Linked DNA regions of Gossypium raimondii: region 2 is linked to region 1. The links are chromatin contacts, called in public Hi-C maps. All regions are on one chromosome and are shown on one strand. Each heading gives the region's core, a stretch centred on a gene start, on an enhancer-like site or on the middle of the called end of the contact. The rest is flanking DNA. Distances are from core to core; before and after follow the strand shown. Region 1 has its middle 18 kb from the start of LOC128034150. Region 2 holds the start of LOC105777457 (membrane protein PM19L).

Region 1 (3,690 bases), core at 613-3,112:
CCATTGGCGATGTACTAAATATTTTCTTTATAATAATATTTAGTACTTTCTAAAAGGTATTTTAAACTACTTTTAATTGAATTGGTGGTCAATTAACTCGTGATATTAATTCAATCAAGAATTTTATAATAAGAAAATATTTGGTACATTACCAAAGAAGTTTTTAGACTCCAAAAGCATGATTAGGGTGATGATAAGTATTCTATTATTATAGTAAAATATTTAAAAATAAATATATAGACTTATGAAATTTTAAAAATATACTGTTAATTTATGAAATATTAAATATAGATATAGATCATACAAAGTGATACTTTTTGTTTTGATAGAACATACAAAGTGATACTTAAAAATGGTTTATGATTGTCAATTCATTCATTGTAGAATGACAAAAGACATATAAAATCTTCTACCAATTTTAAATTAAAAGTTATGGGTAACCAGGCTCATTAATAAATAAAATTAAGGTTTATGGCTGAGTGGGATTATAGTTGGTAAAAAAATTTAATTTCAAATTTAACTCGAATTAATTCAATAATATGTTTTATTATTTAAAATATATTTTTTTTGTCAATAAATTTGGACTAGACTTGATCAAATGCCCGGTAGCCTATTTGGGCCGATTTAAGCTAGGTTTGAACAATCATTTTTGTACTTTGGACTACACTAGTTGGAATTCAATTTAAATAATAATAAAAAATTTAAAATTAATTAAAAATATATATAAAAGATCAATTTTATTATTTTTTAAGTAGTAAAATGAGCATTTTGGGCGAGCTAGCCCAATCCAAAACAGGGCTTGGGCATAAAATTTTTTTGGAACCGAGCTTTGACTTGATCCATAGACAGCTCTAGTCCAAACTATCTAGTGATACTAAAATATCTGTGCCAAAATCGAGAATAATTCATAAGTTTTGTGCCAAAGGTTTTTTTTTTTTTTGTTTAAGTTCATTTTCGTTGAAGTCCAAGTGTAACAATCCGTATTTTAGTGGTATTGAAAACGATAGTTTTGGAATCTCGTACTCTGATGATCGAGTCAGCAAATATTATCTATTAATATTTACAAGCCTATTAAAGTGTTATAGTGATGTTTGGTCTAGTAATTTTGTTGATCGGTTAGTAATTAAAGTACAAGAACTAAGATTCAATCGACAACACAACTATTTTAATATTATATTAAATAAGCTTCTTAAGTAATATAATAATTATTGAGTTGATTTTCAAAACCAATAATTACTAAAAACATATTGCAATATTAATACTTCTATGAAACTAAAGGTTAATAGTTTTTTTTTTTTTTGGTAAAATAAAAACTTAGGACAAACTTAAGGAGACAATATATTACGTATTTCGAGTTACTACCAGCAGACAAAGACTGATTTCCCCTAGAAATTCCTGAACAGAAAACGACGGTTCCTCTAAAACCAAATGTCGATCCAAATCGCCTTCAGCTTCTTTTGCAAGACAGTCTGCAACTTTGATATTACTTCTATGAATATGCCTGAACTTTAGCTGCCATTTTTTAGAGCAATATCTATGAATCATTCTTATTTCCTCACAGTGCTTACTACTGCCAAACCATCCTGCAAGGATTTTATCAGCATCACATTATCACTTTCAACCTTCACTTGCCTTAAGCCTTTCTCCCAAGCTAGTTGAATACCTTCAAGAACAGCTCGAGCCTCAATCTGAAAAGTATTCGCCATGCCAGTCGTCATCGTGAAGCCAATTAACCAACCCCCATTAGGACCCCTACTCGCTCCACCTACTGACGCCTTTAAACTACAATGGGAAACCGACCCATTCACATTAACCTTGACCCATCCAGAAGCAGGAAGCTACCAATGTTTTTCCGTCATGGTCGAACAGGACCACTTCTCTAAATCCCCTTCAAGATTAAAGGATTTTGTCCATGCACTAGCCCAAGAGATAATATCTTTGTTATTTCCAAATATTCTTCGTAAATCCACAATCCCTTATCACGTGGATTGTAGACTCGACTACATTTCCACACAGTTCACAATAAGGTGAATGGGTCATACCTCGCCTTACACGTTCTTCATTTGTCAATAGTCTGCCACGAATAAACAACCATAGAAACATTCTTACCCTTTGTGGAGTAGCAGTATTCCAAATCAGCTTCTCATTACCACTTTGACCTGATCTATCAAAACCAAATATGTTTTTATACGATTCTGCAACTGAAAATTTCCCAGTTGTCACCCATCGCCAAGAAATAAAATGGGGACCTGCAGCCCGCGAAGGTCCTTTACACGCCAAAATACCATTTATCGCATGTCGAGGAAGAACCGAATCTAGCCATTGCAAGTTCCATATGCTTTCCGATCTAACAACATCACATACACGAGTGGACTCATCCAAATTCCCTTGCCCAGTATAAAGGTACTTTAAAAGCCCCACATCTTTCAACCAAACATCATTCCAAAAATTAATCATTTGTTCATCCCGTACCGTCCAGTATCCCAAACATGAGATAAAGAATATGATCCGGAATCAGCCATGAATACGATATTTGTTACGTAAAACTCTAACCCAAAATGTGTCTGGACTTGTAATCAAATTAAATCCAAGTTTTAAGAGAAACAGTTTGCTCTGATCTTGCAACCGACGTATACCAAGACCCCCATTTACAAGTGGCTTACAACAGTCCTTCCAACTGACCAAAGATGGTTTGTGTCCTGAGGAAGAAGCCCCCCACAAGAAACCACGAGCTATTTTTTCTATTTCCTTACCAATTGTGGTTGGGATTCTGGCCATTGTCATAAAATAATTAGGAATCGTCATTAAGACAGATTTCACCAACGTAAGCCGACCAACCAAGGAAAGGCTACGCATGTCCCAACCGGAGAGACGATTCTGAACTTAATCCAATATAAACTGGAAATTATTAACCCCCTAGATCCGTGATCATGGTAAACCCGAGTTTGATTCGAATGCTTTCAGCAGCTTCATCCAATATATTTTTCGAAAAGAATAATTTTGTTTTCTGATAATTAATACGATGCCCAGAATAGTAACAGAACGAATCAAGAATCTATTTAAGACACTCTGCTTGCAAAATAAAACCAAATCATCAGCGAAGAACATGTGGGATAATCCTGGCCCACGACGAGAAAGCATTAACGGTTCCCAGAGTTGCTTTTCTATGACCGACTCAATCAAATGTCCCAAACGTTCCATTCCTAGAACAAAAAGATAGGGTCGGGGACAGTGGATCTCCTTGCCGTAGCCCTCTAAATGGAGTGAAGGACTTAGAGATAGAATTGTTCCATAGAAGTTGCATGGAAGCTGAAGTCACACACACTATGATCATATTTATCAACCTTTCCGGTAATCCAACGTCAGACAGGGTATCACAAAGAAAATCCCATCGAACCCTATCACAAGCCTTTTCGAGATCTACCTTCCTACTTTTGGTGTTTCTCATTGTGTCAATTGCCTCTTGGGAAATTATGATATTATCCGAGATATCCCGTGAAGGAACAAAACTTGACTGATTTTATTTCACCAAGATTTGCATGACTCCGGAGGCAGATTACAATTGTTTTTGTAATGATCTTGTACAGGTATAGTACACAGACTAATGGGTCAAAATTGACTCATTGTATCCGCACCACTCTTTTTCAGGGCAAGAACTAAAAGTGTTCGATTCAGGCTAGGATCCAACTT
Region 2 (3,921 bases), core at 1,386-3,885, 90 kb before region 1:
ATGTGGCTTGACTGTTGGGCTCCCTATTATTTGGACTTAGGTACGAGTGCCCGATACAAGTATGTATCCAACATGGGTATATTCTTTTTCTAAGATCCTCTTTGTGTTTGGAGGATTCTTAGAGATAATCGTATCTCCATATCCATGTCCAAGCACAAGTACTTAAAGAAAATTGAAGAGTTGAAACACAATAGGTTGGACCAACCACTATAGCTATAAATAGCATTTTGGTTTGCTGTGTTTAATTTTTCTGTAGTACTTAGGATTTTAATCTGTCAACCTTTCTTTTTTTCATGGTGGTGTTTTTAGATGCTAACCTTAGTTGCTTCCATTTATTTCAGAAGGGGACTAATCACTCGCAATGTCAAAGATGCAGTTGATCTGTTTCATCAACGATTCGGAGTAAGTTATCTGAAGCATGAACTGAACCATTCTGAGCTTTTTTTTTTTTTGGTTAGATTGGGAGACAAATGAATGTTAATCTAACATTCATAGTTTTCAGATGATGTTTTCTCCGGCTCTAAGCCGAGAGTTTCGTCCTTATAAACCGAGCCCTGCTCCTCTGCTTCATATATGTTCGACTTGGGACGTTCAACCAAATGAAGTCATGATGGTTGGTGATAGTCTTAAAGATGATGTGAGTGTTCTCTTCAAAAGCAAGGATACTAAATAATGAAGAAAAAACTGATTATCCATCTCATTTATTATCTTCATACGACATGTATTTGCAGGTGGCTTGTGGGAAAAATGCAGGAGCATTAACATGTTTGCTTGATGAAAAGGGGAGATATGGCTCTCAAGACTTCGCCAACTTGGATCTAACACCAGATTTCAAAGTGTCTTCCCTGATTGAAGTTCATTCTCTTCTGAAATCTAACTTTGACTTAACACCCTGATTTCCCGGTAAAGGTCCTACACTAGATTTATCTGATAGCCTTTTTTACCTTAAGAAAGAAAGATTTTAACAGTTGAGGAACACTTGAAAAGTGGAAAACAGTAAGGAACTGAACTTTGGTATAAGATGCTGCTTTGTTTATCTGTAGGGAGCAAAAAGAGAGATCTTTTGTAGCTGGATAACCAAGGGGTTTTGTGTGTTGTTGAACAAGGAGCATGCTGGTATGTATTTTATTCTTGGTACCTTTGTTGTTCATTTAGATGTTCTACTGTAAAGAAATATTAGGCAGAAAGTCCCTCTTTGTTAATCTTTTTTTCATTGGCGAATTCAATTATGTTAAAGAAGGAATATCTTTGTGAAATACCCATTACTCTCAAATGCTGATCCCCAACCAGAAAATTAGGAGTGTGAAAGCTGAATAAACCGAATTGACTTAATTTTAGGTATTTATAGTTTTATTTTCTTTAATTTGTATTTTCTTAAATTTGGTTTACTTTTAATTTTGTTTTATATCAAATTCTTTATAAAAATTATTAAAAATTTAAATCAAGTAATGTTTAATGAACTCAAAAAGGTACCTACCAAGATATATTTTCCATGGTCGCCATATATGATCATATTTTTACTGTTCTTGACGAGTATATGTTTATTTAGATGTTTTATATATATTAATTATTAAAATATTGATGAATATTGTGGATTTAGACTTTTAATAAGATTAAGTTTTAATAATAAATATTTAAGTGTATGAAAATGGGTTGTGCAATTTATTCGGTCTGATTCACTTCGGTCGGGTTTTAGAATATCTTTTTTCACACCCCTACAGAAAATGCTGCCAAGTCTCATATTACAGGAGTTCTATCAATGCAACTATTGTCTGATGAGGCACTCTCTCATCTACTTTCTAACCTGAATTATTAAGCAATACACACAACAGATACAAAGCAGCGAATACCATGTCAACAAATATAGAAGGAACTTCAAAGAGTTCACAAAGCAAAACTACATTTTAAAAAAGGCAAGTTCCAGTTCAACACTATAGTCCTTCAAACCCTAGACCCTGTTACAGCAGGGCCGCCCTTAGGCACCGGCTGGCCCTCATATTCGGTGTCTCGATACCCTGGTCCATACCTACTGCCAAATAGACCAGCATGGATCAAACAAACGTACAAGAGTTCGGTTAATGTGAGAATTATTATGAGAGCTTCAATTACTCTCAATCTCCACCCTCTCCGCCCTCCTATATTTATATGCTTGCAAGCAAACCTGTCAAGGGAAAACAGTTGTTTTCAAAGATGAAAAATGGAGTAATTGGTCGAGTTTGATAAATACATAAAATGGGTAAAATGCGAAGTTCACCCAAAGGCTAATGCAGTCAAGGCCCAAGCTATTAACGAAGATGAACCAGCTTCAGCCAAACTATCACTTCTCCAGGACCTAATATGACCCCCTCCTGCTAACTTTGAAACTATGCCGGCTACAGCAGCCAAGATTGAGATTGTCAAGAAGAAACCGGTGGCTCCATTTCCACCCATACCTGAAACACTTCCCTCGGGTTAAAACCAAGCAACACAATGTTTTCTTTTAAACGTAACAATAGGGTTATCACTTACTTGGGTGAGCAGTTTGGCCATCGATAAACCTATTAAAACACCAGCTAGCGAATCCGAGCACAATGAAATACATGATCAAGTTGAGAAACAGCAATGGAGCTGCTATATTCCTTCCAACTGTAGCCATAGTTAAGTCAGATAGAACAGTTGAAGAAGCAGACAACCCAAGCAAATTTGCTGACTTGAGCCTAAAGATTTTGAGCAATGACAAGAGACTATGGCTATGGATGGTTAATATAGGGGAAGTTATAAGGTGGATGGGATCTACGTGTAAAGCAGTGAGGCAATGCATGCAAACGCAGGGGAGTGGATACAGGTGGAAGGACACCTGTCGAAAATGGTGTTTACGTTTTACAGTGATCCTTCTCTTCTGGAATCTGGAAGCTTTAGAAATTCTGCTGACGGTGTTCATATCCAGTGTTTCTGAGAATGTATTATTAGTTTATTACCCAGCGTTTAATTTCCTCGGTTTCAAATTTCTTATTGTTCTATTAACCCAATGGGTGCATTTTCTAGAATTCCTAAATTTGTTTAAAAATTTAACTCTCTATATTTAATTACGTTAATATTATTATTTCAACTCAAATTAAATATTATTATTTATGAAATATTTGAATTTGAAAAATTTTCGTTGCATATTCAAACCAGTAAAAAATTAATAAAATAATTAAATAACAATTCAAACAACTATACTTAACAATTTAAATATAAGGATTACAATTGATTGAGTCTTAACTCGATTGACATTGATATTTTTATTGTCGAAACCATTTTTTTGTATGGGCCGACCTTTATATTTAAAATGAAAACGGGAGTCGCCACCAATCTTTTTTTTTATGAGGTGTGATCGGGTCACCTCGTAATTTGGTTATTTTAATAAAATATTTCGATTCATCAAAATAACGATTTTAGTCTACGGAATTCAAGAAAACGGGTTCGAGAGTCGGTTACGTGCGAAGAAGGATTAGCACCCTCGTCACGCCCAAAATTTGTACCTAATTGATTAATTATTGTCTAAATGTCAAAAATTGAAAACTTCGAAAGAATTTGAAATACAACCCCTCCCTTTTATTAACGTTAATTTTAAAAAATGTTTGAATCAAATTGAAACGAGCATCAATGGCCCACTCGTCCCGCGATAACAATATGCCACATCTCGTAAGTTAGGATGCGACACTTGAACCCTTGAGAATAAGCTTGCCTTTAATTTTTATTCAAAACTTAGGTATTTTAAATTTAGAAGGATGTTCAGTTGTTTAGATTGAACGAGAAAATCGAAACCCCGTAAGTTAGGGTACGACTTCTCGAATTTTCAAAAACGAAACATTGCCTTATTTTAAAATTTTCTTTTTTGAATAATAGCGATTACAAAACCTAAACGATGCGTGCTATTTAGTTGAAATATAATAAAAT

Evidence for each region. A called contact is a pair of places that touch in the nucleus more often than the background predicts.
Region 2: a Hi-C map of leaf shows a contact between it and region 1, with 3 times the contacts expected there. The contact joins the promoter of LOC105777457 here to the enhancer-like site in region 1. A contact is called at or near these places in 2 of 2 Hi-C or Micro-C datasets (both in leaf).

Annotation. Positions count from the first base shown.
Region 1 is chr10:41,898,688-41,902,377 of ASM2569854v1, reverse strand. No RefSeq gene overlaps it. Among protein-coding and RNA genes, the nearest start is that of LOC128034150, 18 kb to the left of the region's middle. Within about 2 kb of position 1,862, the one cell type or tissue checked has open chromatin away from gene starts, as enhancers often do. A contact at or near this core is called in leaf, where this site is marked.
Region 2 is chr10:41,988,764-41,992,684 of ASM2569854v1, reverse strand. It overlaps LOC105777457 (membrane protein PM19L), which reads right to left and starts at 2,635. Exons shown (of 3, transcript XM_012600742.2): 1 at 2,509-2,635; 2 at 2,255-2,432; 3 at 1,942-2,161. The coding sequence starts at 2,635. The coding sequence ends at 1,942. LOC105777456 (haloacid dehalogenase-like hydrolase domain-containing protein At2g33255) reads left to right here. Exons shown (of 6, transcript XM_052622730.1): 3 at 342-402; 4 at 503-637; 5 at 732-903; 6 at 1,044-1,363. The coding sequence ends at 896.